Regions from separate parts of the Mus musculus genome. Here region 1 is linked to region 2. A link is a contact called in public Hi-C data. All regions are on one chromosome and are shown on one strand. Each heading gives the region's core, a stretch centred on a gene start, on an enhancer-like site or on the middle of the called end of the contact. The rest is flanking DNA. Distances are from core to core; before and after follow the strand shown. Region 1 holds the start of Mmp14 (matrix metallopeptidase 14 (membrane-inserted)). Region 2 holds the start of Tmem253 (transmembrane protein 253).

Evidence for each region. Hi-C and Micro-C count contacts between places; a contact is called where the count stands out from the background.
Region 1: a contact with region 2 is called in a Hi-C map of muscle stem cells, with 4 times the contacts expected there. The contact joins the promoter of Mmp14 here to the promoter of Tmem253 in region 2.

What each region holds. Positions count from the first base shown.
Region 1 is chr14:54,429,073-54,436,342 of GRCm38.p6, forward strand. It overlaps Mmp14 (matrix metallopeptidase 14 (membrane-inserted)), which reads left to right and starts at 2,526. Exons shown (of 10, transcript NM_008608.4): 1 at 2,526-2,901; 2 at 6,673-6,821; 3 at 7,066-7,188. The coding sequence starts at 2,794. Mrpl52 (mitochondrial ribosomal protein L52) reads left to right here. Exons shown (of 5, transcript NM_026851.2): 5 at 510-678. The coding sequence ends at 656.
Region 2 is chr14:52,011,716-52,019,266 of GRCm38.p6, forward strand. Tmem253 (transmembrane protein 253) reads left to right here and starts at 5,150. Exons shown (of 7, transcript NM_001033805.3): 1 at 5,150-5,226; 2 at 5,341-5,482; 3 at 6,036-6,146; 4 at 6,239-6,295; 5 at 6,827-6,937; 6 at 7,017-7,163; 7 at 7,491-7,551. The coding sequence starts at 5,375. All of the region lies in intron 1 of Zfp219 (zinc finger protein 219), which reads right to left.

The DNA.
Region 1 (7,270 bases), core at 1,276-3,775, 2.4 Mb after region 2:
CTTTTTAAAGATTTATTTATTTTTATTTATATGAGTACAATGTAGCTGTCTTCAGACACACACCAGAAGAGGGCATCAGACCCCATTACAGATGGTTGTGAGCCACCGTGTGGTTGCTGGGATTTGAACTCAGGACCTCTGGAAGAGCAATCAGTGCTCTTAACCTCTGAGCCATCTCTCCAGTCCCTTTTCTTTCTTTCGATGAGGCATGTAGACCAGGCCAGCCTCAAACTCACAAGAGATGGGCCTGCCTTCACCTCCCAAGTACTAGGATCAAAGGATGTATCCCCCTACCTGGCCAAGCTGATGTTTTACTACGACTGAGAAGGGAAGACTGGAGCGGGGCACTCTGCAGAAACCAACAGCTGACCTTCCTCAGCTTCACACCGTCAGCGTGATGCATCAGTATCCAGCTGAACACTTGGCTTTGGGGGGGGAGGGGGAGACCTGCTCAGTGGTACATATGCCTGAGCCCCAGATGTCACCTACTCTCTTCCTGTCTGTTTCAGAGACGAGTTGTACTGCTGACACAGGAAATGGATGCTGGAATACAGGCATGGAAGCTCAGGCAGCAGAAATTGCAGGAAGAAAGGAAGAAGGAACATGATCTCAAACCTAAAGGGACTTTACTGAGAAGCCCACTTCCGAATCAATAAAAAGCAGCTCCTGCCCCACTTTCCCAGACTCTCTCTGGCTTTCTTTTCTATAGTCTGAATGCTTTATCAAGTCATTTTCCCCACCACTTGTATTGATAGCAAAAGACCTTAAAATCACTGCCTGCCAGGCTTGGCCCAGTGCCCTTAGTCCTCCCCATTCCAGTTCAGCCAGATCTTGCTCTGGGATCATTTTGCCCCTAGTGCTGAAGAACGTGCCCAGAGCCTTAACAAAAGCTAAGCACACCACCACCTATCACTTGGCCTGCTTGGGATTTTTAATCAACCACAAGCAACTGCTTTGTGAGAGAAGAAAGGGGCAGCAGCAGTTTCCCTGGTTCACCCTCATACTCTTGTCACTAAGAGACCATGCACAGCTCAGATGCATACAGTTGGCATTTAATGTTTTCTTGAAAAGGTCTTTCCACCTGAGGATCTTTTTCCTTTTTAAGACATGGTCTCACGGTAGCACTGGCTGTCCTGAAACTGGCCAGGTAGACCAAGTTGTCTGGCAATCACAAAGATCCTCCCACCTCTGTCTGGATTTAAAGCCATGTGCCACCATACCTGTTAGAAGTCCCTTTCTTAACAAGCAGCTAGTATCTGGGTACATGGTCCAGGAGACACTCACACTGTAAGGCAGATATAGGAAGGATTAAACTCGGGGTCTTCTGCTGAAGGAGTAATAATCAGACTTAAGTTCCAGAGGTTAAAGAGGGTCCTTGCTTCCCCACCCCCACACACAAGGTCGCTGCCCATGACCTAGCAACCATTCATTGTATTGATCGTGAGCCTCCCTTGGATTCTGGAGGCAAGGACCTTTGTTCCCGTTCCAGTGCTCCGTGTTTGGCTCCCATCATCCACCACAAAGCTGGCAGCTGTGGATCTCTGCAGCTTCCTACCTGGCTTTATTCCTGCCCCCTTCCCTTACCGCTTCCCTTGCTTGCTTTCCTTCCCTCTCCCCACTGCCTTCCTCTCGCTGACCAAATGCAATTCTTGGATCTTACATTTCGCTGATGGTCGAGTTTTCTGTCTCCCACACTTTTCCTGCCTCTGTCCCACTGCTGGTGTGTTTCCATATCTAGTTGTCAACCTCTTATCTGTCTCCCTCTCGGAGAGCCAGCGCAGCCTGGCCTCCCTCTCCCCTGTCTGCCTCTCCTTTTGTTCTCCCTGCCCAGCCATCACGGAAGCTGCGCGCTCGAAGGAACTGTCTCCACTGTAAAGACTAAAGGAAACTCCAAAACCCTACCTCCCATTCCTTCCTCTTCCAACAAATTTCACCACTTCTATCCATCGGGCTTCCCCCGATCCTGTGACCTTGAAGCCCTTTCCTACCCAGGCAGTTCACACTTAATAGAACAGCCAGATTGTAAAAGCCATTAATAAAGGGGTCGGTCCCCCAATTCAAAGTAATTGCGGTGGCTGTTGGGCATGTGGCTTTTGTTACAGTCTTAACTTTGGGGCAAGAGGAGGAGAAGGAGGCTGTCCACAGGTCTCAGCATACAACCCTCTTGTTAGTAAATGTCCCTTCTCCCAACCTTCCTCACTCGCAAGTTAGACTTCATGTCTCCACCATTCCTAGCCATCGGGCTTCCCAATACTTAAACACTCTCAAGTGAGACATGCTGAATACTACGGGAATCAGGCCACCCAAAAAATGCTTAGGAAGAGAAAGTCTTCCGCATCCCGTCCCCTGGGACACCCAGGCTCCTAGTTAGTTGCCGGCTGCGGCCTCAACCCCTGCAGATGGCAGCCTGCACCACAGAAAAGACAAACTTTTTTTTCCCCTTCTCTCCTGCTGTAATTGGATTCGAGCTGAAACACCACGTCCCCACCGAAAAAGGAGGGCATTGGGGCGGGGGCGGAGGAGAGGCTGTGGGAGAAGGGAGGGACCAAAGGAGAGCAGAGAGGGCTTCCAACTCAGTTCGCCGACTAAGCAGAAGAAAGATCAAAAAACGGAAAAGAGAAGAGCAAACAGACATTTCCAGGAGCAATTCCCTCACCTCCAAGCCGACCGCGCTCTAGGAATCCACATTCCGTTCCTTTAGAAGACAAAGGCGCCCCAAGAGAGGCGGCGCGACCCCAGGGCGTGGGCCCCGCCGCGGAGCCCGCACCGCCCGGCGCCCCGACGCCGGGGACCATGTCTCCCGCCCCTCGACCCTCCCGCAGCCTCCTGCTCCCCCTGCTCACGCTTGGCACGGCGCTCGCCTCCCTCGGCTGGGCCCAAGGCAGCAACTTCAGCCCCGAAGTAAGTGAGCTCCTCCGGCCCTTCCCGGAGTTTCGCCCGCCGGGTAGGCGAGCCCGGGGGTCTCCAAGGGGACAGCCCCCGCTGAGAGATGGGCTCTGGGGGGGCTCTGCTGCGCCAGCCTTTCTTTTTCTCCCCTCATCTGCAAACTTGCAAGTTGATCCAACTTTTGCCTGCCTCCAACAACCCCCCTTCCGCCGCCACCGACTCTTTCCCATTCCTCCCTTCCCTGGAAGAACTCTGCAGCGGGGCCCGGGCCTCGCTTTTCCAAGCTCTGCGCGCACTGTGGCACAAGGCGGGAGCCTCAGAGACACTGGACTCCGCGCCGTCCGGGCCGGTGTCACACGCGAGTTGTTCCTTCAGTTTGGCAGCGCTCAGGTGCCCGAGGCCCTGCACGGACGCATCCGTACCAAGTGGGGGCGTCGGGGGCGCCCAAGCTGTACCCGCCTCCCCTGGACCGCCCTCGGTGCGGGCCGCTGGCCCGGGCGTCGAGGATCGCGGCGGGCCGAACTTCCGCGCACACAAAGCTCTTCTTGTGAGCAGCGGGGCTCAGCCTGGCCACCTCCTCCCTCGTCCTCCACACCCCTACCGGCGCCTTGGGGGGCCTTTTTGTTGTTGATAATTATTTTTCTGCATTGATCGCGGGGAGACTAGGGGGAGTCGCTCGCTCGGTGAGTTAGTTGAGGGTTGGCCTGGGTCTCCCCTGAGTGTCCCAACTGACTCTGGCGCCCCCACCCCCATCCCTAACTCTTCCGTGACCATAGCCCACCCCGGTCCTGAAGGAAGCGGCATGGGAGTAGTCCGAGGAAGTTTTCCCTCCCTCTCTTATTTTGGGGTGAAGGTGGGAGACGGATTTAATCAGCTTCTTATTTTGGGCCATCCCAACCCACTCAGCCTGGTGAGGACCTGGGTGTGGTAGGGAAGGGCTGGGAAGGGCCCAAATGAAGGATACGGTCTGGATTTGACTCCCTCTTCTCTGGGCCCAGGCCGGGGCGCACCCTCAGAATGAACCTCTCCTGGGCACATGCTGCCTGTATCACTGAAGAGACCTGGAGCTGAAAGGCCAAGTGTAGCCCTAGGAGTCGGGCCACAGTTGTGCATGGAAACTGGAAAGAGTAAAATCCTCCCTGAGACTGGAAACCAAACCCAATTGTCAGAGAGAGGAGGCAGGCTCCTTTCCCAGGCCTAAAGCTACCATCTTAGCCCCAGAGAGTGCCTAACAAAAGGAGCCTCTGGAAAACTGCCCACTGCCAACGTCTTTTTTTCCCTCCCCAGCCTCCAGTAGGTGCCCTAGGGGAGGCGCGGCAGCCCTGGCTCTGCTCTAAGTGGGTCATGGTCCTCCCAGAGCCAGAACCACCATTTGCTTCTGGCACACAGTAGGGTGGGAAGTAGGGCGGGACCGATCCAGAGGCCAGGATCCAAGACTTGATGTTGAGCTGGAGAGCCCCCACCCTCTCAGCCTCCGAAAGTGGGAGATGTTCCTTGACTTTCTCATAGGGAATACCCTGCGGTTATTGATCAAGACAATGCCAGCCAACCGGGTCCTGCCACCCACCAGAGTTGCTCTGTCTTCCGGCCAAGCTGAAGGGAGAGGGGTTCTGAGGCAGCTAGATCCCTTTCACCGAGCCTCCACAGCTCCAGGACAGCCCTCTCCTCCCAGTTGGTGTGTCTGGTGCTTGTCCCTTCCCCCACTCAGCCGCAGACACCAGAGTCCTCTCCTGTGGTTCCAGTTTCATAGTCTGTGGTTTTGCCTGGCTCAGAGATGGAGAAAGAAACTTGCCCAGTCCGGGAGAGGAAGAAAATGATGGGGACAGTTTCTTTCCTGGCTTTGTGATACTCTTCCGGGGAGTCCTTTTCCTGACAAAGCATCCATTTTGCTCCACGGGGTACTGGGGCCGGGTTTATGAGTGTGCTTATTTAGACTTGCCTGCATCTCGAAAGGCTCATAGGACAGGGATTTATCCGGAACTCCTGTCTCTCCCGCCAGCCTCCCTTCTCCGGAATATTCTAAGAGCGGTTCCTCATCTGCTGAGGGTTGTGGACCTGGTTTCACTCCTGAGTTTCAGCTTGGGTGGGGGGAAGCCGGCCACTCCCACTCTCCCCTATCCCCAAGCCCGAAGCAGCTGATAGCCCAGCCGGGGTCAGAGCCTACAGGTGAGGCTGGGAGCAAAGGGAGTTTCCTGCATACTTGGCACAGGCCACAGCACAGGTCAGGGCAAGCCTTCAGATCGGTGGGAACAACTCTGGAGTTACACACCCCGCTAGGCCTCTCTGACACACAAGAGGTTAAAATCCTGTACCCCGGAGGAGGGCTCAGAGATACAGGTGATGCTAGGCTTGTTTGGCCAACCTCATTGGCTGGGGAAAGGCTGGGTTGTTTACAACTCGAGCCCTAACTCTTGTCAGCATAAGGGAATCACTTCCTGGAACTGTGTTGCAATTCCTGCCCTTTTGGGCTCAGGTCCTAAGTCAGCTGCTCCTGAATCACCCCCAGACCCCACACAAGAGCGCTGCTCCACCACGGGTGCCTAAGTCTGAAGGAGAAGAGCATCATATGGATCCATAGATCCATCCTAATGATCATGGGCAGGCAGGCGATGAGGGCTCCAAGGCAGCTTTTACCATTTCCCTTCCGAATGCTCATTCTAGACAGTGTGAAATCCCTTGTGGACTCCTTAAGAAGGGTAAAACTGAAATAGGACCAGAGCTATCAGGATCGTGTCTCCCAACAAGAATCCAGGCATCCTCATTGTCTATACATAACATGGCTTGCTTGGCTCTCCAAGCCTAGATTCCTAAGTCATAGAGTATTTACTTAGGATTATGGTTGATTCGCTACCACCCTAAAGAGCACAGCTTCCCTATCATCATCATCATTACCCCTGACTCATTTTCTGCCCTCCTTAAAAATATTTCTGCTGTGAGGGTCCTAGAAGTGTGGTACTTTCCGTCCCGGAAACTCCTTCACCCTGTTCAGGCTCCCTCACCCCCACTGTACCATTCTGCCTACCATGGGCATAACCTGTTTTCAAATGGAACATGCCGGGGTTGGGAATTTAGCTCAGTGGCAGAGTGCTTGCCTAACAAGCCCAAGGCCCTGGGTTCGGTCCTCAGCTCTGGGGGGGGGGGGGGGGGAAGACATGGGACATGCCATATTTTCAAAAGCTGACACAGAAAAGAAAAGTGCTAGAGAGAATGCCAGCTCTAAGGAGGCATTTTAAGGTGTGGCAAAATGCTCACTTTGCAAGAATGAGGGCCTGGATTTGACCCCTAGCGTGTGTGTGTGTGTGTGTGTGTATAAAAGAGGTGGTGGTGACACACTTGTAATGTCAGTGCTAGAGAGGCAGAGGCAGAACAAGCCCTGAGGCTTGCTGGCCATCCAGCCTGGCCTAATAGGTGAGTCATAGCTCCCAAGGAATGCACCAGAGATTGACCTCTGGCCTCCACATACATGTACAGACAATCTAAAAGTATGCTAAAAACTCCTCTCAACTTTCTGATGCTCTTATGTCCAAGAGCACCATAGCTCAGTCGGGAGCAATGGTTTCCCAGCCTTCCATCTGTCTGCACCCTGTCACCCCTGAGAACAAGCCATCCCGGGGTCTAGGCTAAGCTCAAGTCAACAGTTAGCCTGAGAGTTCCTGCCTGAGTCAGACTAAGAGGCCGTCATAGTCACTGACTGACGTCAAGGACATCTGGCAGACATCGTGGAGAGGCAGGTGGGTCCCCTGGACCAAGCCGGAAGTTCTCTAAGCCACACCATTCTCCCTACAGGCCTGGCTGCAGCAGTATGGCTACCTACCTCCAGGGGACCTGCGTACCCACACACAACGCTCACCCCAGTCACTCTCAGCTGCCATTGCCGCCATGCAAAAGTTCTATGGTTTACAAGTGACAGGCAAGGCTGATTTGGCAACCATGATGTAAGTTCCTGGCCTCCACTGACCGTGCTGAATACCAAACATGCTTCCACTTGTACTTGCCTCAGTGTCCTCTCCCGTCCACCTCAGGACCTGACCTTCCCCTACACTGGCACACACAAAGCCTCACCCATCACTGACCTGGGACCAGAGGCCAAGACCCTGGGTCAACTACAGCACTACACTCTGTCCCTTTGAAGATGGTTTTGTTTTATATACTACACTGACCCCGTTGTTTCCACCCCAGGGCCATGAGGCGCCCTCGCTGTGGTGTTCCGGATAAGTTTGGGACTGAGATCAAGGCCAATGTTCGGAGGAAGCGCTATGCCATTCAGGGCCTCAAGTGGCAGCATAATGAGATCACTTTCTGGTGAGTCCCCCAGCCTAGAGATGTTTTTCACATGCAGCATCCCTCCCCGTTAGTTGTATTGAGTCAAAGGTGGCCTGGGCTA
Region 2 (7,551 bases), core at 3,900-6,399:
CTCCAGTAATCAGTTATCCTGTGGGTTCACCTTCTGTGAAACGAGTTGTACTGAATTTACATTTGTAGTCCCTGCCAACTTGAAAGTTGTGTGGTTTTAAGTCTCAGGACTCTTCTGGCCCCCAAGAGATGCTAAAACAAATGGCCACTCCTTCAGTACCATGGAGAGTGCAGTGGGCTACTAGAGATGGCCCTCTGGCTACCTCAGTACCACAGATAGAGCTAGGAAGTGCTAGAGAGGCCACATTGGCCATTTTAGAACCAGAAAGAGGACACAGAAACTAGTGGAGATTATATATATATATATTCATATTCACATCTGGAACCTATGCAGGGGTTTCAGAGAAACTATGGAGGGGTATCTACCAGAAGGATTACTGTGGCCTTTTTGATGTCATTGAAAATAGAAAATACGCACACCTAGAAAAATTTTAATTAGCTATACAGAATGTCATAACAGTTACAGTTTGTACATCCTGGAATGAGTTACTGAGGCATCGTATTGGAGTCCATCACATTCTGTTGCTTTCCTGGGGATTCCCGGAACATCCTGGTGTACAGCCAATCTGGTATATTCAGAGGAAGCAGATGGCTGGGAGGGGTGTGTGTGTGAATACTGCATGGTCATAGCTGACTAACCTATGGGCACATATTCTGATTCTGAGAAGATTCTCGGGTCTCTAAAATTGCCTGTAAAACACTAAGCAAAATGTGTCCTAGAAAAATGGCCTAATATCTGAGGCAAAAAGAGGAGAAAAAAGGCAGGTCTTCCTCACCAGAACAAGGACCCCCACACTTCTGCATGTAGCAGTTTCCAGGGTGGAAAGCAGAGACGCATTAGAAGGTACAAATGGATTTCTCCTCAGGGGAAGTTCCCCAGAAGGCGGCCTAAAATCAGTAAAAATCCACCGAGACCTCCTAGGCCCAGTCAAGATGGCTTCCGTCATTTCTACATCAAACCAGGTCTCGGGCACCAGAGCTCATAAATTGCTCTCAATAAGGGAGTTCCAACAGAGACGGAGTCTGTGACCTGGTTTGGAACCTAAGTCAGACATGTATTGTCTGTGGACAATCCTCACATTTTTCTATACTCAAGGCTTAAAACACCACCTCTGAGCCTTGGCCAGAGAGTGGTACTGACCTACTTTCCACACACAGTGGGAATCAAGGGTTACCTTGTTCCTGTTTGTATTTTTGCAGGGATGCAGGACCAGTGTTACAAATTAGAAATATTTCCAAAGCAACAGGCCAATTACTTTCACAGACTAGGAGAGCCGATGCAGAAGTGGTAAGTGCAAATCCTACTGAGAATGAATGGATGGTGAAAAGACGTACGTACGGAAGAATCCATCAAATAAAGGACTGAGAAAGCTGCCCCTCCCACCCCAAATCTTGTGATTCGAAGATTTTTAAGGTCAAGTATTCAGTAAAAAAGATCAGAGTCTCTGGGGCCTAGCAGTAATTAGGCCTCTGTCTCTGGCCATCCCCAACATATGATTTCTTTCCCCCTCTCGTCGGCAATCTCCCCTCTCCTAAATCAGCTAACAAATACGAACCCCAGTGCTAGATGAGAGTAAATGGAAAGGGGGCTTATTAGATAGTCCAGAGTCAAGACCACCTGGAGAACACACACAAGAGAACAACTCACTTGTAAGGTCTCTCCATGGCTCTCTGAACCTGGATGCTCTGAGAGCTGTTTCAAATCCACATTACACTGAACCTGGACACCTTTTAAAATGAGTTCTTGGGGAAAGGACTGGGGGGGGAGGGGTGCGGGGGGGAACAGCATGAAATTTCAGTTATTGGCTCCCATAGTAACTATGAAGAGGTGAGAGGGAGGTACAATACACACACACACACACACACACACACACACACACACACAATCTTATCCTAGACCCATGTTCTAGCATGTCCTAACTTGACCCCATTCTGAAAGTTCTGAGGAGCCTGGGATTGGGGAGTAAGGAGGACATGTATACAGCCTTAAGTCTCTTTAACTAGAGCTGGCCCTAAAAAGTCAGTGTTAGTGCCTGTATGAGCCTCAGTTCTCAGGCTGAGAGGTGGGTAGGAGATGATCTGGGAAAATACCCCTCTCAAAAACTGGTACGCAAGCAGAGCAGGACCTGTGATCTCACACGAGAGACTCCACCAGCACACCTCACACTCCACCCGTGGAAAATAAACCAGGAGGAGAATGGGGGCAGGGTTGGGAGATAGGGAGGCCAGAGCTCAGCTACCCCGGGCCAGGAGAACAAAAGCGGAGTTACAGCCGCCTCCGCGGCTGCCGCCGGCCGAGCTCTTTGTGACACTTTGTTTGGGACACAGAGAGAAGCACCCCCATCCTCTCCCCTCCCCCGCCCCGTGCCCTGCCGGTCCCCGAGAGTTAGGGCTCCTTCCCCCCACCCCCACCCGCTGCACCTGGGCTGGGGCGCACCTCCACTGTGCTCACGGCTCTCCCACCGCGCACCCCCAGGCCCCCTGCACCCCAGGCCGCGGCGCCCGGCCTCACGGTCCCTACAAAGCCGCGCGCCCCCGCCCCGCGCCGCGGCCCTCCCCTCCGTGCGGGGCTCCCGGCTCCCCCACCTGGCCCCCTCCTCGGACCCCCCACCCCAACTCTCACGCCGGCCCCGCCGCCCCCACCCCGCCCCCCGAAGCGGCGGGCGAAGTTTGCCGGGGCCGCGCGGCGCCCCTCCCCCGCCCCCGCCCCCTGCACCTGCTCCGCGCGCGCCCCCTCCGGGAGGGGCGGGGAGGGCGGCGGCGGGGGGGCGCGGGGGGAGCGGCTACTCACGAGCCCCGGCGGGCGGGCGGCGGCGCGGGCGGCGGCGGCGGCGGGCCGGCGGCGCGGGCGTCAGCGTTACGTGGGGCCGGGGGAGATGCGCCGGGCCCCGGCCCCCCCGCCCCCGGCCCGGCCCCCGCCCCTCCCCGGCCCTCCGCCCCCGGCCCGGCCCGCATTGTGTGCGGCGGGAGGCGGCCGGGCCATTAGCATGCGGGGGGCGGCGCGGCCGGCAGCGCGCTCGGGCTCCGGGGCCGGGGGACCCCCGGAGCGGCAAGAGGCGGCCGCCAGGGGGTGCGGGCCTTGGGGGGGCCCGGGGCGTCGCGCGAGGAGGAGGGGGCGGGGGTGGGGCGCGCAGACCGTTCCTCGAGGGGACTGGAGGAGATTGTGAAAGGTCATCTTGTCCTTCCCCCAGCCTCCAAGCAGGCTGCCCCTCCCACCCTAGACCCGGACATACCAGGGAAGGAGTTGGCTCTGCCGCTGCTTCTGCCCCAACATGCACAGGCTCGGGAAGTTCTTCCTGGGGTTTTATCTCAAAGCCTCTCCCTTACAATTTGTCTCTCTTTTGGGAGAGGAGGAGGGGCGATTATAGAGATAGTTAATGTCTGCCGTACAAGAAACATTATTAAAGTTACTCTTCCGCCTTTGCCGGTCTTGATAAACACTTCTCGCTCCTGCTTCACGAATTCTATTTTCCGTTCTTTAAGACACTTTAATGGCTCTTCAATGCAACAATATTTACTGAGTGCTTACCAAGCACCCGGCGCTGTGCTCGACACTGGGGGTATGCAGAGAGAAGGGGATGTGTTACTTTCTCTCGGCACGATTATAGCCCAAACAGTAGTTGCACACTCCTAAGTGGCATACTCAGATTTAGTCAATATTTACTCGATGATTGTTCACGTATTTAGCAGCATGAGATCTTTCCAGTAATCCTCTCTCATATAACCTCCATTTACAGAAAAAGTAGGTTCTCTCCTTCCACTGACCTGCAAATTCAGGGACATCGTAAGGCCTCTATCTCAACCTTGCCATTAAATAAAATCGACTCTCTTGGTGATTGAAAAGACAGGAACTAGGCACAATTTGTCTGGTTCCCTTTAAACTTGGGTCCCCAGTGCCCAGGAAATCAGCATGGATACAGTGCTCCAGTGGTGTTGGCTGGGCAGTAGGGCAGAAGTGGCTCATGAGGAAAGCTAGTTTTCTCCCCCTTCCTCCTGGGCCTCCGCTCCCTGGGATCTTCTGGCTCAGTTTCTTTTATTTATGGTGGTTATAAATAATAGCCACCTCCTTCTGTGGTGTGTACCGGGCTAAGCTAATTCCTATGCATTTTCTCTTCATGCTCAAGGCAACCCCTTGAGATTGGTATTGTTCATTTCCTTTTTACAGATAAGGAAACAGATTAAGCAACTTGACTGAGGTCAGCCAGATAGACCAGGGACCCAGGCACAGGGAGTATCATCTCGAGACCTCAGGCTCTTTCCTGTACTAGCTCGGTAAGGTATACATTCAGGCCAGCTGGCTCTCTTTCTTAAATGTGGAAATAAATGTTCTCACCTTAGCTTCTGGGCAAGCCCTGTGGTAATATGTACAGCAATCACATACAGCAATCACATCTGTACATGACCTTCTCAGCACCATTAATGGCGCCCTACCCACCCAGGAATCAACTTCCCTTTGGGGGAGGGGGAGATTGTAGTTAGTTCTGATTATCAGGGAATGAAGTGGAGTTCAATTAGGTAAAATAATGTAGCCAAGGTCACGGTCCTGAAAGGGTGACAGAACTGCGATTCTAGCCCAGGCCTTTGGAGACCTTTGTAATGCAAAAATATTGTTGGTATAGATCTTTTCCAAACCAGCACCTAGGTACCGGGTCTTCACTGGGTCAGAAACAATCCCCAGTGTACAAGGCTTTCCCTCCCTTTAATCAACTAGTCAAAACCCTGGGATGGATCCTTAGTGTCACCCTTAGAAAAAAGTGAGGAAAAGAAACTGCCCAGAGAAACCAGGGGAGCGGGGATGAAAACTGGTCTGGGAACAGGGTTCCCAGTGGAGCAATCCAGACAGTAACACAGACTCTCACTAGGGCAGAATGAGTAACTTGAGGAGGAAGCCAAAGAACAAAGACTGAATGGAAATAAGGGAGACTGAGGTCTAGGACGATTTTGTCCAGAGCGATGAAGTAAGTGAACCCTGAGGAAGGGCAGAAAGAGGGCAATAAAGGGGGACTACTGAGGCAGGCTGGGTGGCCGGCCAGTGGAGTGAGCTGAGGCTCCTGTCTAGGAAGGCCACTCCCTGAATCTTTAGGCCCTCATAGTGACCTTTGCCCCACCACACCTCAGCTCTCTGACAGACTATGTGCCAGGAAAAGACTGTCTGCTCTGAGCTACCAGGCCCCTAAGGAGTACTGTGACCCAGCGGAGTTGCAACCCATTGGAGTGACCGCTTCAGGTAGGTGTAAGGTTTCTGGGCCTCAACCCTGAATTAGGAGTGGGCAGAGGGGTCAATGAAAGAGATGTTGTGTGTTCCCATTTCCTGAAAAGCCCCATAATGAATTTTTTGCAGCCTAGGAAATACCACTCTTACAGTCAAGCGAGCAATGGATCAAAATGCTAATCAGCCAAGACAGGAGAGACCCAGCGTTCGCCTGGAAAAGCTACAGCACTGGGCAAGACACAAGCAAAGTGGACGCCTACTGGTGCTGGCGGTGAGGCCAGGTTGCCCCGCTTCAGGTTTTCGCTGACTGTACACAGTTCAATTCCACTCATGTTCAGTGAGCACAAACCATGCACCAGAAACTGTGCTGGGGACTGGGGGTGGGGGGAAGAAAGAAATGTACAAATTAACAAAGCAAAACCCTTCATTTCCAAGTAGCTTGCCTTTACCTTTGGGGAAAACATGAAGGTAAGCGAACTATAAAATGAGACAGAAAGAACAAAGGGGCATCTCATTTCTGATCTCACTTTTTAGCTGGGTGTGGTGGCGCACGCCTTTAATCCCAGCACTCAGGAGACAGAGGCAGGCGGATTTCTGAGTTCGAGGCCAGCCTGGTCTACAAAGTGAATTCCAGGACAGCCAGGGTTACACAGAGAAACCCTGTCTCGAAAAACCAAAAAAAAAAAAATCTCAATTTTTAGTCTGCCTTCGCACAGGTACTTTACTAAGCATTTATCCTAACTAATGATATCTAAACGAGGAAAATACTGTGCAGAGGGAAAAGTCCCCAGTAGTCCCCTCTAACTGCCCTGTCTGGCTTCCAGGTGAGCCAAGTGTGGCTGGCAATAGCTATGGTCCCCTTTACTATCTCAGTTTCCTGCTTGACCTCTGCCTGTCACCTGGTCACAGCACTGCCACTTTGGCCCGGAGCCTCGGTAAGACCCACCATAGGGAGGGTGAGAGAAAGGTTGGGGGGGGGCCTCTCTAACAAAGCTAGAGTTCACAGTTTGCCCTTCTAACCATTTAGGGCCTCCTCACTGGCATTATCACCCTTGAACTCCGAAGAGCACCTTGCATCTGGAAGGTGAGACAAGAGAATAGAGGCCTCCTCCCATTCTCCCAGTGCACACACACACACACACACACACACACACCTCAACCAAAAAAGGGATTTATCCTCTCAGGTGTCTGTCCCTGACTGAAGCAATTAAGTAAGAATGTCAGAAAGCTAACCATCCTGTTTGAAAGTAGGGAAATAGGAGCAGACATTTGTTAGTTGCTTGTTTGGTGTGTGTGTGTGTGTGTGTGTGTGTGTGTGTGTGTGTGTGTGTGTGTGAGACTGAACCCAGAAACACATGCGCAGTAGGCAAACACTAGCCCTGGGCTAAAGCCTCAGCCCCCACCCCCATAAGTTACTCAGGATGGTCTTGAACATATCCTGTAGCTCAATCAGGTCTTGACCTTTTGATCCTCCTGCCTCAGCCTCCCAAGTGTCGGGGATTACAGGCCTCCACTAGTCCTGTGCCTGAGTTTTGTTTTCAGCTAGGTCGTAGGTGGAGTTTGAGTTTGCAGTGAGTCTCCCAAGCTGGTCAGGGCTGAGCTGGCTCACTGGTAGGTGCGGGCCATGATGATATCCAACACCTTCAACCTGATCTTGGGCTTCGTTGCGGTGGTGATAGAGGTGATGAAGACAGCCTTGGGAACTGCCTCTATGGACTCCTCCCAGGTACTGGTAAATGAAGGCGGAAGGGCAGAAGAAAACAGGGGCTATACCCACAAAAGCATCCTCACCCTACGACCTGCAGTCGACAGGGTTGCTGGTGCTGGAGCTGAGCGCGGAGGCCTTCACCCTAGCGGGAGTGCTGGTCTCCACATATGCCCTGTTCTTGCTGAGCCAGAGGAAGCCTGGATACTTCAAGAGGTCAAGGCTGCAGTACCGGGAGCTACAGGAGGTAGGGGGTACAGGGAGGAAAGCATGAAGCAGCCAGCTTCCAGCTAACTTTTAATCTGGCTGTCCTTGTCTGTAGGCTTAAGAGCACATAGTAGGGCCGTAGGGAAGTGAAGGGCTGAAACTGATTGGCTTTCTGGCATTGGACGTTAGTTCCCTAATGATGTTTGTGAAAGAATTGGGTATTTAATGACTGGAGCTACACGCGTGCATAAACGTTAGGAAGCTGCCATAATGTACTATTGGAAAGACTGGAAAAACTGGAAGGGGGTTGCTTCTACCCGGGGTTTCCCCTTGGTTGACCCCAAAATTTGCTCGCATCTGTTTTCAGGGCCTCTCTGAGATGGAGGAGGTTTCTGGTTTGGAGAATGGTCCCGTGGTGGCTAGCACAG